5 separate regions of the Mus musculus genome follow, and all the other regions are linked to region 3. A link is a contact called in public ChIA-PET and HiChIP or PLAC-seq data. All regions are on one chromosome and are shown on one strand. Each heading gives the region's core, a stretch centred on a gene start, on an enhancer-like site or on the middle of the called end of the contact. The rest is flanking DNA. Distances are from core to core; before and after follow the strand shown.

Evidence for each region. ChIA-PET counts read pairs in DNA pulled down with a chosen protein or histone mark. HiChIP or PLAC-seq counts read pairs in DNA pulled down with a chosen protein or histone mark.
Region 1: a BATF HiChIP or PLAC-seq map of CD8 T cells shows a contact between it and region 3, with 5 read pairs. The contact joins two enhancer-like sites. A contact is called at or near these places in 2 of 484 Hi-C or Micro-C datasets (CD8 T cells and embryonic stem cells), 6 of 115 datasets of contacts at active chromatin or transcription factors (CD8 T cells, effector CD8 T cells, embryonic fibroblasts and 3 more) and 2 of 9 other capture datasets (adipose tissue and liver).
Region 2: an RNA polymerase II ChIA-PET map of effector CD8 T cells shows a contact between it and region 3, with 32 read pairs. The contact joins the promoter of Fyn here to the enhancer-like site in region 3. A contact is called at or near these places in 2 of 39 promoter capture datasets (the C10 cell line and embryonic stem cells), 1 of 15 datasets of contacts at CTCF or cohesin (CD8 T cells), 7 of 484 Hi-C or Micro-C datasets (CD4 T cells, CD8 T cells, ECoMG myeloid progenitors and 3 more), 10 of 115 datasets of contacts at active chromatin or transcription factors (CD8 T cells, the SCID.adh cell line, acute myeloid leukemia and 7 more) and 2 of 9 other capture datasets (adipose tissue and liver).
Region 4: an RNA polymerase II ChIA-PET map of effector CD8 T cells shows a contact between it and region 3, with 8 read pairs. The contact joins two enhancer-like sites. A contact is called at or near these places in 2 of 115 datasets of contacts at active chromatin or transcription factors (effector CD8 T cells and regulatory T cells).
Region 5: a contact with region 3 is called in an RNA polymerase II ChIA-PET map of effector CD8 T cells, with 25 read pairs. The contact joins two enhancer-like sites. A contact is called at or near these places in 2 of 484 Hi-C or Micro-C datasets (CD8 T cells and embryonic stem cells), 4 of 115 datasets of contacts at active chromatin or transcription factors (effector CD8 T cells, embryonic fibroblasts, regulatory T cells and 1 more) and 2 of 9 other capture datasets (adipose tissue and liver).

Annotation. Positions count from the first base shown.
Region 1 is chr10:39,420,083-39,422,870 of GRCm38.p6, reverse strand. All of the region lies in intron 2 of Fyn (Fyn proto-oncogene), which reads right to left. Among named protein-coding and RNA genes, the nearest start is that of Fyn, 52 kb to the right of the region's middle. Within about 2 kb of position 1,465, at least 89 of the 459 cell types and tissues checked have an H3K27ac peak or open chromatin away from gene starts, as enhancers often do. A contact at or near this core is called in CD8 T cells, effector CD8 T cells, regulatory T cells and 2 more, where this site is marked.
Region 2 is chr10:39,368,245-39,371,165 of GRCm38.p6, reverse strand. Fyn (Fyn proto-oncogene) reads right to left here and starts at 1,367. Exons shown (of 14, transcript NM_001122893.1): 1 at 976-1,367. Gm31616 (predicted gene, 31616) reads left to right here and starts at 1,554. Exons shown (of 2, transcript NR_168583.1): 1 at 1,554-1,671; 2 at 2,561-2,921.
Region 3 is chr10:39,191,572-39,194,577 of GRCm38.p6, reverse strand. No RefSeq gene overlaps it. Among named protein-coding and RNA genes, the nearest start is that of Ccn6, 29 kb to the right of the region's middle. Within about 2 kb of position 1,692, at least 73 of the 459 cell types and tissues checked have an H3K27ac peak or open chromatin away from gene starts, as enhancers often do. A contact at or near this core is called in CD8 T cells, the SCID.adh cell line, acute myeloid leukemia and 6 more, where this site is marked.
Region 4 is chr10:39,338,393-39,341,522 of GRCm38.p6, reverse strand. No RefSeq gene overlaps it. Among named protein-coding and RNA genes, the nearest start is that of Gm31616, 30 kb to the left of the region's middle. Within about 2 kb of position 1,517, at least 39 of the 459 cell types and tissues checked have an H3K27ac peak or open chromatin away from gene starts, as enhancers often do. A contact at or near this core is called in effector CD8 T cells and regulatory T cells, where this site is marked.
Region 5 is chr10:39,401,287-39,404,074 of GRCm38.p6, reverse strand. All of the region lies in intron 2 of Fyn (Fyn proto-oncogene), which reads right to left. Among named protein-coding and RNA genes, the nearest start is that of Fyn, 33 kb to the right of the region's middle. Within about 2 kb of position 1,469, at least 53 of the 459 cell types and tissues checked have an H3K27ac peak or open chromatin away from gene starts, as enhancers often do. A contact at or near this core is called in CD8 T cells, effector CD8 T cells, regulatory T cells and 1 more, where this site is marked.

The DNA of each region.
Region 1 (2,788 bases), core at 216-2,715, 230 kb before region 3:
AAACACTGCTGTAAGCCTGGATACACAGATGCAGATTTCTAGGGCAAGGGATGGGTTCTGGGTCATTTCACTTTTCTCTCTCGATTTTTCAGTACTTTTTGGATTACAAACAAACAGTGCCCACACACTTCCTCTTGGTTGTCAGTGGCCCTGTTCTCTAAGTGTCGTCCCCACTAATCACATCAAGAAATGGCTGGCAAAGAGGACAAACTTCAGACAATGTCTTCTTGATTTCTCAAACGTTCTGTATGTTCTGTGTCTGCAGCCCTCTCATCTGTGAGTTACTCCTATGACACGCTCCTAACAGAGTGAACAGAGGCACATGCATTTTAAAAGCACAGATGGGCTGCTTAGGTACAGCTCAGCTATTTCACCAGTCTTGACACACTGTCCCTTGTGCTGAGCCTGGCCTTCTCAACGCTCTGGCTGACCATCACAAGCCAAGGATGATCCCCTGCATTCCGTATTTATCCAAGTATATTCACCATTGATGGTCTCCATCTCTCAGCTCCACACACAAAGACCTCAACTTATTTAACCAAAGAAGCATTGCTTTTCTTGAAGGCTAGATGAGTTTGAAAGTAGACGGCCTGTACTAAGAACCCATGGTTTATGATCACTCTTCTCTTTCAATCGAAGAGAAAATGCTTGCATTGCCTGATAAACAAAAGCTAAGTGTCTCTCTGCAGATTCCACTGACAGCAATGTGTGTCCTTCACTGGGGCACTAGCCTGGTTCCTACAGTGCTGGGCTGTAGTTTGGACCAGCCTCAGGCCATCCTCTGAAACTCTGTATCTATGCACATGTGCCCTGAAGAATCAGCCAACTGTGAGAAGGGCAGAGCGAACACAGACCAATAACTGGCAAGCATCCCGCTCTGTGTGCCATTTATCTGAATTACTAAAGTGTGATGAAATTTACGCATGCCAAGCTGAAGCACCGGTTTCACCATACTGAGCCCAAGCATCATGTTTTCAATCCTGCACAGAGATGGCAACGTGGTGGGCTGAAAGAAACCGACGCCCGCTGGCTACACATTCCCTCCAGCTTCTAGGTGCGGCATCAATCCAGTAGGAAGGGGCTTTCTGAGGACAGCTACAGCATGTTCTCAACATGCACACCATTCTATATACCTGAGGTGCAAGAGTGGCTGGGTTAATCTGATCAAACTGGTTATGGCCTTAATGACTTGAGATAAATCCTTTTTTTTTTTCCTTTCCTTTTCAGACAGGCTCTTACTTTGTAGCCTAGGATCTCCTGGGAGTATACAACACAAGCTGCTGTTTTTCTTTCCTTTCTTTCCTTTTGTATATACAGTATAGAATAACCCCAGAGGCGTGAGTGCTGAGGTACCTTCCACTGGAAGCGACTGGGCTCTGCCACCAGGCTCCTTTGGTGTCAGTACTGTTCATTTACAGGATGCTGGTGAACCCAACAACCGCATTTTCTGACTGCTGGCACGGAGCCCTGGCTGTGGGCTGCCTCAGGGATCTGGTTCTACCTCAGCAATGGGACACGTCTCTGGGCCTTGATGCTGCAGAACTGCTCACTAGTTCCCTCTGATGCTGCTGTCATGTGCCTTCTTCCCCAGCACTGTCTACATGTGAGCCACAGTTATTTCCTTAGGGAGAGAAAACTCAACAAACTGCAAATAAATAGCACAGAACATGACCTCAAGCTGTCAGGTTGCTGTTCTGTTCTCTCCCCAAACTGGAGCAGTTACTTGGGCAAGTCTGACTTACAAGTATCACTTTCCTGTTTTCTATTCCTTTGAGTTCCCTAACTCAGTCCCCATGGACTTCACCATAGCAACCCACCACACCCCATTCGAACCCGGGCTCTCAAGTTCACTGAGCTTCAGAAATCATGTTCTTATAAACTTCCCTACCTCTGAACTTCTGCTCTCAGCCTCAGGCGGGACTTTTGAACTAGAATGACTCCCGTCACCAGCCTGCCTATGATCCTTTCTTACTGAAACCACCCCCTCTCTCTTCCTGTTCTCATCAGAAGCCCAGAAAACAAGAGCAAGGCAAGTCTCTTTTGCCTTCTCAGTTCTCCTACATCCCACCAGCCAGTCACAATCCTATAGAAAAGTAAAGTAACCATTCCCAGAGGAGCTCGTAAACGCCTGTCCAATATCTACATACAGGCGGCTGCCTGGACACAGACACTTTGCTTCTTTTCTGTTTCTGTCCTTTAAACATGTCTTATTACATCATGTCATCTGGACTCAAAGTCTCCAACTCTTGTCTGTTGATACTGAAGTCTTTCCTCTCCACCCACCTTTAAAGAGCAGCTTTCTTAAGGTCTTCACCAGAGTAAACAGAACTTTTTACCATCCTGTAACCCTGAGGGCAGATTTCACTTATGTACACACACACACACACACACACACAGAGAGAGAGAGAGAGAGAGAGAGAGAGAGAGAGAGAGAGAGAGAGAGAGATTCCTGTTTCTTTAGTATTAAATTTGTGCTTCTTTACTTGTTTTCAAAATTTGTCCAAGTAGGGAATTACATGATCAATGATTCCTACCCAGTCCTGGTAACAGTTCCACCTTCCCTACTTTCCCAAATATATGAATAAAATTTTAAAATATTCCCACACACTCACCCTTGGTGTCGTCTCCAGAGGGTCTGGTGATGAGAGATTTTGAGATGATTTAAAAGTCTCATTTCACCTCAGGATAAAGAAACTCATCCACTTCTAAGACAAACAGCTTACACTCTAAACACCCAGCCCATAAACCCAGGACCATTGCATGAGCATGGCACGGGCCGAGAAGCCAT
Region 2 (2,921 bases), core at 118-2,617, 180 kb before region 3:
GTAAGTGTGGCAGAAAAGACTAAGAGATCAACTGCTTCACCAGAAAGAAAGGGACGCCCCAGGGATGAGACACAAGAAGCATGGTGCCCTGGGTACTTTATGTGTCTCTCCTCTATGAACTGAAAGGGCTCTTTGTGTCACACACACACTCACACACACACACACACAGAATGAGTCTGATTTATTAGAGGAAGGAGGGGCAAAACGGGTGATTTTATTATCCCTCCTCCCAGTGAGTCCCAGCAAACGCCTCCTGGGCCCAAGCTTGGTGGCCTCTTTCTAGCTCAGTCAGTCCCTGTGGCCTCAAAGATAAGAGAGCCTAGAGGAGACCAAACAAAACCGTCTACCGACCTAGGGAAGTAGGGAGGAAATCCAGCGTGTCGAGAAGGGAGGAGAAATAAGCTTGAGAGAGCAAAAGGGGTGGGGGGACAGAGGAAGAGGAGGCAAGGCCAGACACAGGGGAAAGGGGAAGGGTGGGTGGGTGGTAGCACAGGAAGGGTGAAGGGGAGGGTGGGGGAAGTGCAAGGGAGGTTCCAGAAATAGGCAGGAGGATGCGCTGGGGAACGGCAAGGGCCACCGAGGGAGGAAGCCGAGAGGTGGAGGAGTGGGGCAGGGGTTGGGTGGGGAGGAAAGCAGCACGGGGCATCAATTATTAAGTGATTACATCATCCCTGACATTAAAACAACACACACAGCCCTGGTCCCCGCGGGGGGCCGCGAAAGGAGGGCGGGGGCGGAGCTGGGCCAACCTCACCCCCAAGCCAATTCCTATTTTCCACCCGGCACCCGCCGGCGGCCGAGGAAAGACACCCCGGTGCCTGCGCAGCCTCGGGGCGGCACCCCGCATCAGTGTCCTGCGTCGCGGGGCGCCCTGGAGGCTGCGCGGCGGGACCGCAGCGGGAGCAGCCCGTGCGGGGGCGCTGGGCCGGGCGTCTCCGCAGCATCCCGAGGCTCCGCGCATCCCCTGTCGCTTACCTGCTTGGCTTGGCGCTCAGCTCCGGAGCACATTCACATGGTCCTCTCCCCGCCCTCCTCCGGCGCGGCCCAGGCGGCTCCCGCGGCTCCGCGGCGGGGCCCAGGAGCTCGTGGGCCTCGCGAAGCGCCGAGGGGGCGGCGCCGGTGTCCCCGGCCCGGCAGCCCGGTCCCTCCCTGGCGCGGGTGGCGGCTTTGTGTGTGCCCGGGGAGTCCTCGAAACGCTCCGGCTAGAGGCGGCCTCGCTGAGCTCTTGACCAGCGGGCGGGTCTCGGAGGCCCGGCGCACGGCGACCCCTCCTCCTCTCTGCGGAGCCCCCTCCCCGCCGGCTGCGCTCCTGACAGATGGCGCAACTGCACCGACGCGCCGCCGCCACCGCCGCGGCTTCTCGCAGCTACTCTCGCTGATGCTCGGGCTGCTCCGGATCCCGAGGGGTTCGAGAGGGGGCGGGACACGCCCTGAGACTGTCAGGTCTTTCTGCCCTATCAAAGGGCCCGCTGAGGGCTGAGCGCCGGCAGCCATTGGTGAATGCGTCGGAGGCGGGACGGCCATGGGTGGGGCCGCCGAGTGGGTTGAGCTTTACAGTGGTGGCGGGCAGCCTGCGGTGCGCACGGCCACAGGGTGTGTGAGAGGATGCGAGGTTGGCGGAGAAGGAAGAGTTGTGTGTCTGAGGATCGTGTGGAGTTGCGAGTTGGTGAGGTGGGCAGGAGAGTGCGCAGGGAATGAGCTGCTTTCCACTTTGCCAGTGGAGACTGGCACCTGCCACTCCAGCCTCACAGCCATGGGAACCTATTTCTCCAAAGAGATAGCCTCGCCTTTGAGAGTGGGAGGATAAAATGGAAAGGTGTTAAGAATGGCGATGGCAAATTAGGGAAGTGAGGAGCAAAGTAGAGAAGTACCATTGCAGAAACTGGGAAAGCTAGGACCAGCAAACGCACAACAAATAGTAAGAAATTAATGACTTGTTAGTCTCATTTTCTTGGGTACCCAAATATGCTCCCCGCCCCCCCCCCCACACCTACCCCAGGAAAAGTGAAAGAGAAGTATGACTGAAATTCAAGGGGCCTGCAACAAAGAGTCCCAAAACCACCCAGTAGAGATTGCTTGTGCTTTTCCCTAGCTGTTTACCAGTGGCCATTGCTCGTCTGGCTCCTTGGGGCATTCAAACTTCTCTTGGTTTTCTTGTTTTCGCTGGTGGCTGAGCTGAGCTTTTTGCTCAGATTTTCCTTGACGAAATAATAGCCGGGTTGGTCTGCAGTCTTTATTTCCGATTCAGCTTTTCTATGGCAGGATGTAACTTCATAAAAAGAAACATTTTGCCTTCCTGATTTTCTTTATAGGCAATTCCTGTTTACTGAGAACTCTGTTTTAAGACATGTTCAGAATCATTTTCTTTAATGATTTTGGTAAGAAACTCATCCCTCCCCCTCAGCAAATCTAATCTTCTAAGAAGTAAGTTTAAGCGAAGCAGCCTTGGCTTCCTTAGGCGCTCAAGGTCTGTGTTATCTTTCCTGCTCAGTACATTTCCCCTGTAGTTTAAAAATACCAGTCTCTTTTGCTGACTTTTTTTTCTTTGTCTTTTCCGCAGTGCTCTTTTGAGAAATTTGCTGCTATTCAGTAAATGATCCTCATGTGATGGACGAGGAAACTGAGGACAAGAGAAGGTGACACTGAGGAATTCCATGTCCGATCTCTTCCTGAAACCTGGAGCAGATGGTACTAAGTCACTCCATTGTTAATAATTTCTTTGAGAGGAGTCTCATTTTTGGCATCTGCAGCATAATAGCTTCTTCACGTAATTAGTGGACCAATAAGAGGCAAAATGATTAAATGACAAATTAACCAACTCCCAGCAAGACTCTGTTCTGTTTTTTTCTCTTTACTTACTTTTGAAAAAAATAAATAAAAACAAAAAAACAGGAAAACCCCACAACTCTTCCTCCGGATAG
Region 3 (3,006 bases), core at 443-2,942:
TACGGGACTTCTGAGGATTTGAACTCAGATCCTCACACTTGTGCAAGCGATTTTATAGGACCGAGCTATCTCGCCATCCCAGAACCAAGTGTTGATATTGTTGAACACTATTTTACAGTTCAAGGGAAGACTGGATTCTAGCTTCACATGTTAAGCAGTTCTGAGGCTATGGCATCTAGGCCAGGTGTCTATTACTGATTGACAAAGAGACCTGAAGAAGTAGAAGGAGGTAATGTCAAGATAGCTGCGCTACCAGGTCCCTTCTGTGATTTCCTACCTGATGATTTCCTGCTTTCTGCCCAGCTTGACTGTGTCAGGGCTAGCATCAGAGGCTATGATAGAAAACAAGCCACAGAACATTGAACAGTTTACATGGGAATACTTAGAGTCTGATTCTGCTCAAAGTGAAAGACTCCAAGAGGAGCCCCTCGCTCAGGCCTCAGGACAATAGTGGACACCCAAGAACTCACGACAGACCTGACAGACCGAGCTTGTTGCAAACCACATGAGGCTTTATTCGGGAAAGCCAGAGCTCTGGGGACGACTCATATCCCACGCAGGGGTAGAGGAGTCGAGGGGAAAGAATTCCCAGTTTTTATAGGCCCTCAGGGGGGAAAGGAGAAGGGGGAGATTAGGGGATTTCCAGATCTAAACAATGTCTATTTTCAAGAAATGGGTATGGGAGGGGTACAAGGAAAGAGTCTAATGAAGGTGCAGCAATGGGCACACACCTGGTCAGAACATTGGCAGACACACAGGTTCAAGGAGTGGCCAGATCATTGTGCACCTCTATTTTTCTAAATCAGCGAAGCTAGTTCTGCTAACACTGACGTCTATCTTGCCAATTTCAGGGCTTCTGTGTCCTTTTACATTCTGCCAGGATCTTTCAAAAGCAGGATCTGCCTTTATATCAAGCACCGGGTGTGGGAAGTGGCTTCTTTCATCACATTCTTTCCTCCCGTCTTTTTAATAAAAGCACAGGTAGCTCAGGGCACTTGTGCAAGAAATGCATCCACAGCTGCTCTTACTGCTGAAAAATGCAGAGAGAATGAGATGCAGCTTCTCAGCCCAGAGAGAAAAAAAAGAGTCGCAACTAGCACCTTGGGAGATATTGCCAATTCCCAGCCTCTGAACTCAGACCTCGTCTTTACATGGGTTTCCACTAGTGCCCAAATGACAAGGAGGTGGAATCATTCCTCAGAACCCAATTCATGTCTTTTAGAATTGTGTGCTTGGAGACATCTATGTGAGCTGTGTGCCAATGGACACAGTTCTTTCTGGTATATCATTTGCTTCAGTCTTTTCATAGCAAATGCTTTGTTTAAGAACCCTCCTAGGTACTCCTTCAGGTGGCCTGACAGAAGTGAACCCTAGATAATAACTCAAATCTATTCAATTGTCAGAGTGGGAAAACCAAAGTCCTTCCAGAGTGGAGCTTAGATTGGGTTTATTTCAGTCTAAGCCTGTAGAGTACTGCACCCTCACTGCAAGCAACCATTGTCCCTTATGCATGAAGCACAATGTATTGTACATGGTAGGCATTAACTAAATATATATTTAATGAAACTGAATTTCCTAACACTGTCAGCAAAACTTGCATATTATAGGTGGGGATTTTCAGATACCTTCTTCTGTCTTGCCCAATAGGGCTCTTCAGATCTCTGAGCTTCAACCGCCTAACCACATCCTGTTGTGCTCAGGCGCTCACAGCCAAAGGCTTGCAAAAGCAGTTGATTGTACTGAAGTCTACAGTGATAAGTGATTACCGATGATAACATTCTATAGTTGGCCTCCTGAGTATGAGAGTTATTGCCTCTGATGTTTAGAAGGTAGATGTGAGCTGGAGTCTCTTTCAGGACTGTAGAGAGGAACATATCCCCTAGGTAGCATTCCTCAAAAATGGATCAATTCAAAATGGCCTCTCATTTTGAGTCAAGATATTTGATACCTAAGAGTATTCCTACTAGAAGGACACAGTATGGACAGAAAATTAAGCTTAGGTGGTAAAATACTTGCCTAGCATGTACGAAGGAAGTCCTGGGCTTGATCCCTAGCACCAAATAAAACCTGGTGTGGTATCACATACCTCAGATCCCGGTATAGGAAGGATCAGGAGTTCAAGGTCATCCCAATTACATAGGAAGTACAAGGCCAGCCTGAGCTACCTGAGAGCCTGTCTCAAAACTAACAAAGTATGATAATTAGTTCTATTATCAACTTGTCACAATTTAGAATCACCAGAGAAGAGACTGAGCAGGGGATTATCTACATCAGTTTGGCTTGTTACAGTATAATTGAACCTGTTTCTAGTTAGGGTGTGACTCGCCTTAAGCACACCTCTTTATTCCCTCTGGCCAGAATACAGACACAACATTGGTACTCACCTTTAATCCCAAACAATGAAGGTAAAGTTATTTTGTAGACGGAAGCAGCCATGTTTGAAAGTGATGTCTAATTGAGTAGCAGACAAAGTGACAAAAATCAGAGAAAGATCTGACAGAATAGGATATGTCCAACTCTCCTGAGGAGAGGAAAGGAAAACTACTCAAGGAAGAGACAGACAGCATAGGAAGAAGAGAGTACAATACAGGATACAGTAGAGTTCCTGGAGAGGAGGACAATTGAGTTGAGAGGGAGAGTGGAGCAGCACAGAGAAGGAGAAGGAGGCAGTTTTACCAGGAGAGTTTTACAGAGACAGATGGAAGAGAGAACAAGCTAGACACAGGCAGACAGAACAAGCAAGAGAATGAGAAGGAGCCAGAAGATTAGAAGAGATTGTGAGAGTTAGTTGAGGCCAAGCAGAACAATTCAGAGGCTGAGAGAAAAACCAGATTGAATAAGTCAGGTGGGAGAGGAGTTCTCACCAGAGCAGCTGAGTCAAATCAGCCAGAGTTCAGAGAGAACAAAAGAGGGAAGGTGAGTTTATTTAGCAGTAAGTCTCAAAGACTGAAAACATTCTAGGCCTAGATTAAATTGTAAGGAGGCTAGAAGCTTCCAGGACTAGGT
Region 4 (3,130 bases), core at 268-2,767, 150 kb before region 3:
TATTTGGTAACAGTGTAGGATAAATAATTTGTGGAAAATAGAGTTGTTGATATGAAGTACATATTTAAGGCCAGTGCACAACGAAACTTGATACACTGAGTCTAGTGTGGAACACAACAGATCCAAACAGGAAGTTGTTTATAAATAATAAAGCAGTGCGTTGTTTATTTATTTTTGTTTTGTTTAATTTGTTTGTTTGTTGAGACAGGGCCTCACTAGGTAACTCTAGCTGGCCTGGAACTCACTATGTAGACCAGGCTGGCTTCCAAATCACAGAGATCTGCCTGCCTCTTTATGTAGGGTAGTGGGATTAAAGGCATGTGCCACCATGCCCTGCTGAGTAGTGTTTGAAATCCTGTTATACTCAATCATATTTCCATCATGTCTAACTTCCAGCTTCTTGGAGAATCTGAAAGCATCCACTTGACATGCCCCTGCCTGCGTCTCTGAGCTCACTTTCTTCTTGTCATTGGGTTTCTTGAAGACTTCTTTCTTGTCCCAGGGAGCCTAGGATTTGCTCCCTCTTCCTGGCCTCTTCTTCCCTGATCTTTGTCTCAACCCAAATCCAAAAGGTTATCTTATGTTAACTAGCTCCACCTTCAAGTTCCTTCTTCCTACACGGGCCTGTGTCCTTTATTGTACACACTGTTGGTAATTATCATGGTTATTTGCATGTTTTCCAGATCTTAGCTTTGATTTGTTTGTTTGTTTTCCTCCCCTGCTAAAAGAAATATCACCTCTGGCCCAGACAACTTCTGTGTCTATTCTAGAGTCCAAGCTTAAAGACTGAACCCTTCATGACCCTCTGCTGGGCCATTATAAATGATTCAGGAAACAAGGGAAACGAACAACTGCTCAAAAGGCGATGGCTAAGGAGCAGTTAATTAGGGTGGGGCTTTATTCTTTTTCCCCCTCTTTGGGTAGGAGCCAACCTCTCGCCAAGCCATAATTTGTGTCTTCATATGTGCTTTTCAGACATTCATGTTTAAATGCCTTTCCAGGAATGCTTTGATGAAAAACTGGCTCACCTGTGTGGTCTGAAAGATGCTTACCTGGAGACACTATCCAGGCCCAAGGATGGCTTCTTGCCCGGAAATACCCCTTTCTTATTCTCCTTGCCTTTCGTCTCAAGGGTCTACTTTGTCAGCCCTGGATTTTAAGTCATGCCATTTCTGTGGGCATCTGCACCTGCTTCTTCTAACCTAAAGCACATGTTAAGGTGTGGGTCCTAGCACACAGGTATTCCTAGCTGGGCAGAAGCATATACATCTTCATGTGTCCTGACAAATAGTTTTTTAAATCTTTTTGATGTCACTGGTGGTGTGACTACTCAGACAATGGCTCAAGCCAATAGAAAGTCATTATTAGCCTAGCGGTGACTACACTGGGTATTTGGGACCCAGTGAAGTCCCCAGCCTTTCTCAAGGTAAGCTTCTAAGCATAAAACCACATCCTCAGTTAACATGCCTCGGTTAGCAAGAAGGGTTAGCCAGAAGCAGAACTACAGAAACCAGAAAGCAAGGTTAGTACATTTAGAGACCTTCCCAGAAGTAAGAGCTTGGTTGGATTAGGTCTTTGCTATTCTGGCAGCTGTTGCTGTCTTCATGCTGGGCTCCAAGGCCTGAATGGTGCCTCTGTCATGGTGTCAGCTGTGCTAAGGTCTGGGGCCTCTTACACTTGGCCTGCCTCTAGAAAAGAGAGGAAGGAAAAAATAAAATAAAAACAGAAAAGAAAGGGAACAGGAAGGAAATAGTTCACAGCTTATGTGATAAGCTACAACTTCCGGAGTCAGGAAGTGATAGGGACTACTGAAAACCTATAAGGCAGAGATAATATCAGAGAGAGTTTTAAAGTACAGAGTAAATAAATATTGATAATGGTCAGCTTGCACAAATAAAGGTATTCAGTGTCTGATTATTTTTTGCTCTCATCATATTTCCAGTCAATTAGAAGCCAGTATTGTTAGGAATTTAGTTTTGATGGAGTTATGTTAAGACAATTTTACAAATGTGGTGGTTTGAGCAGGAATGCCCCCCCTCCCCAGAGGCTCGTGTGTTTGAATGCTTGGTCAATGCTTGATCAGGCAGTGTAGCCTTGTTGGAGGAGTGTAGTACTAGGGGTGGGCTCTGAGGATTCAGTGTGTCTCAGTTCACTTCCTGCTGCCTGCTGATTTGACTATAGAACTCTCAGCTGCTTCTCCAGCACCATATCTGCCTGCACAGTGCCATGTTTCCTGCCATGATGATAATGGACTAAACCTCTGAAACTGTAAGCCAGCCCCAAGTAAATGTTTTCTTTGTAAAAGTTGTTATGGTCATGGTATCTCTTCACAGAAATAAAAGCCCTAAGACACTGAATAATATAGGTGTTTTCAATATTAGAGAACTTTCTGGAAAGAATGTAGGTCACATAAGAGCCATCAAATTGATCACTTTCATGGTCCTAATAATCCCTTGCTTGAAAATTTCCACGGAATTAGTTGGAGGAAATGCTTCTTTGCACAAAGGTGTTTGTAGCTAGTCCATATGTTTTGACAATAGCAGCAAACAGCAATGGGCCCAGTATTATGTAAAAATCCCATAATTGGTAATATGGACATAATTGTTAGTTTGGTTCACCATTTCAGCATTAAAAATGGTAGATATGAGAATCATATGGACATATAAGGAAGTATATTTTAAATAGCAAAAAAAAAAAAATAGACAACAGAGCATCACACAGTGTTCACAATTCTGTCTATATATTATGTGCCTTATATGAGTACCCATGTTTGTGTAGGTGAGCATACAGATGCCAGATGCAGAGTTAGTTGTGTTTCTCTGTCACTGTCCACCTTATTTTTGAGATAGTATCTCTCACTGAACAAGGAGCTCAGTGAAGTGGTAGACCAGCTGACCAGAAAGCCCCACTCTTGTGTGCACTCCCCTTTTTATGTGGGCCATGGAGATTCATACTCAGGTCTCCATTCCTTCAGGACAGCACTTAACCAGCTGAATCTCTGCTCAGGTTGCAGGTCAGCTTCCAGATATCTTAAGAACAGAACCTCATAAAGAACAATAAGGGCTTGCACTGGATATTTATGGAAATGGGAGTGGCTTAGATTTAAATATATATAATTGTCTTGTTATTT
Region 5 (2,788 bases), core at 220-2,719, 210 kb before region 3:
CACCCCCAGACAAAGAGTCTCTTTGCTTGTTTTAAATTAATATAACACTGAATCCTGACAGAGAACTACAGAAGAAAGCCAGGCAGAGAGGAAGGAAGGCTTCCTCTGGCCTGCTGTATAAATCTCCTACCCAGTAAAGCTGGGAAGTAAGCCAATGCTTGGCCAACTCGGCCCAGTGACAGGGAAAGGCCAGTCACGACCCAGCTCCCACTTGGGGCTCCCCTGCTTCAGGTGCTGTGGTATGAAAACCTGGCCTTTGGACACACAGCATGGCATCTATGGTTTTCTGATAGCACTGCATGTTTTGTCAGCGCTGAGGTCAGGACTTGCTCAGGACCCTCGATCGCTGTGCCCTTTCTGCCACGTGGTACACCCCACGTGCAACGCTGAGGCAATCTCAGTCTTTTCAGTCCTCACCTGGAGGGGCGGTGTAAACTGACAAACTCTTGACTCATTCCTGTCGACAGGACCGCACACAGGGACCCGCATTTCCTTCCCTTTACACTCTGACTATACTCACCACTGAGTGGCACGCCTACACCATCTGAGCAGTAGCCATACTCAACGGCTATGAGCTCTCTATAGAACGCACGGACCTGGAGGACCAGCCTTTAGCAGAGGTGAGCCCTTAAAGAGAGACTGGGAGCCGGGGGTTGAGGGGGCCATTGGTAAAGTGCTTGTCTTGCAAGCATGAAGACCCGAGTTGGACCTCCAGTACCCACATACCAATGGCAGATGTGTTAACACAAACGTGTAATCCCAGCAGCAGGGAGGCAGAAACAGGAGGATTCCAATCCCTGGAGCTTTCTGGTCATTCACCCCAGACCAGTGAGAGGCCTTATCTCAAAGGAGGTGACAGCTCTGGGGGTGACATCTGAGGCTGTCATCTAGCTTTCCACAAGTGTGTGTGACACACACACACACAGAGCTTACTACATCTGAGCACAGAATTCCTGCCCCTCCTTTAAAAAAACAAAACACTCACTACCTGTGCTGGGCAGTTTTCTGTCAACTTGACTCTACATCTGAGAGAACCTCAACTGAGAAAATGCCTCCTTAAGATCTGGCTTCAGGTATTTTCTTAGTGATTGGTGGGGGAGGGCCCAGCCAATTGTGTTTGGTGTCATCCCTGGATTGGTGAACCTATGTTCTGTAAGAAAGGTTGGGAAAATCACAAGGAGCAAGCCAGTAAGCAGCACCCCTCCATGGCATTCTGCATCAGCTCTTCCTCCAGGTCCTGCCCTGTTTGAGTTCCTGTCCTTACTTCCTTCGATGATGAATAGTGATGTGGAAGTGTCGGCCAAAAAAGCCATTTCCTCCCGAACTTGTTTCAGTCAGGGTGTTTTTGTCAAAGCAACGGAAACACTAATTATGTGACAGGAAATAGGCTCAGAATTTAAAACCACAGACACCAATGAAGGACCTTTCAGCACAGTGGCTAACCAAGAACCTTTTTCTCAGACTCAGGTCAGGGCACTGTCACATGACTACTAGACTCTGGGTACAGCACAGTACTAGACAGCCACTCACAGGGAAACCCTGGACCAGTGAGGATTTCGCCGGGTGGGCTGTGGAGAGAAGAAATGGTTCCACCTGAGGGCACCAACATCCCTGGAGAGCATGCTCTTGGGACAGGGTTTTGCAGTGTTCCTCAGTCAACATTTTCATCAAGCTGTTTTTAAAGAAGTAATAAATAACAAATACACAGTAAAAGGGGGGGGGGCCAGTTAGTTAGAAAAAAATAGAGATTTCAAGGTATTTCAGCAAGTTAAAATTACAGCCAAAACTGACTCAAAAATCTATACACAAGCACATGTTTAAAGAGATAAACCTGCTTTTCACTGTAACAGGTCTACACGTGGGATGGTGTCAGGGATGGTGCCATCACCTGCCGCTCACCCCCCAATCTGCACAGCTTGTTTACCAGCTCTGCTGGTGACCCCCTCCCAGGAGACCAGAGGATAAGGATCTAGGCCAAGGACACTCAAAATGACATCAGTGTTATGACCATGACCCTGGACTGGGGTTCCTGTTACTCTTTAGGCTCAAGCTTCTACCCTGGGCCTTCTCGTATTCAGTAGGAGGCTAGGCTCTCTTTACATTAGCTGCATGCCTATAGCTTGCTCTTAGCTCCATGAGGTGCTCAGCCAGAGATTCCACTGCCAAACATCTGTCCATCCAGATGACCAACTATCAGAGAGTTTCCCTCATGCCATGCTCAGGACATCATCTGAGCTAGGACCCATCCCAGGAGCATGGTCCAACCCTCAGATCTATTTTTCCTCTGGCCCTAAGCTGATCCTACCTGGCTGTTGACAGGAAACCAGATCTTCTAGCATCCAGAAGAAAGGAAATGTGTAAGGAGGATTCCCACCCAACACAAGCTCCATGCAAAATGGAGATGCTGCCTAGTTAAGCATATAGCTTGGCTCCCACCGGGCTAGCATTTGTTGAAAGATACAGCCCATGAGATGACACAAATGTACACAGCAGAGGAGGTGATATGAAGACAGAAGAGAGACAACAGGATAGGCCTCAAGCCAAGGACACCTGAAGCTACCAGGAAGAAGGGGAGAATGGATTCTCCCCAGCCTCTGGAGGTAGCACGAGCCTGCAGACAACCTTAATGCTAAACTTCTGATCTCTAAAGCCGCCAGGGGTATATCTGTTGTTTCAAGTCACCAAGTCTGCAATAATTTGTGACAGAATCCATGAACCAACCAAACAAAAACTGGTTGTGGGCTGCAGAGATCCTCAGCAGTTAAGAGCACTGGCTGTTCTTTCAGAG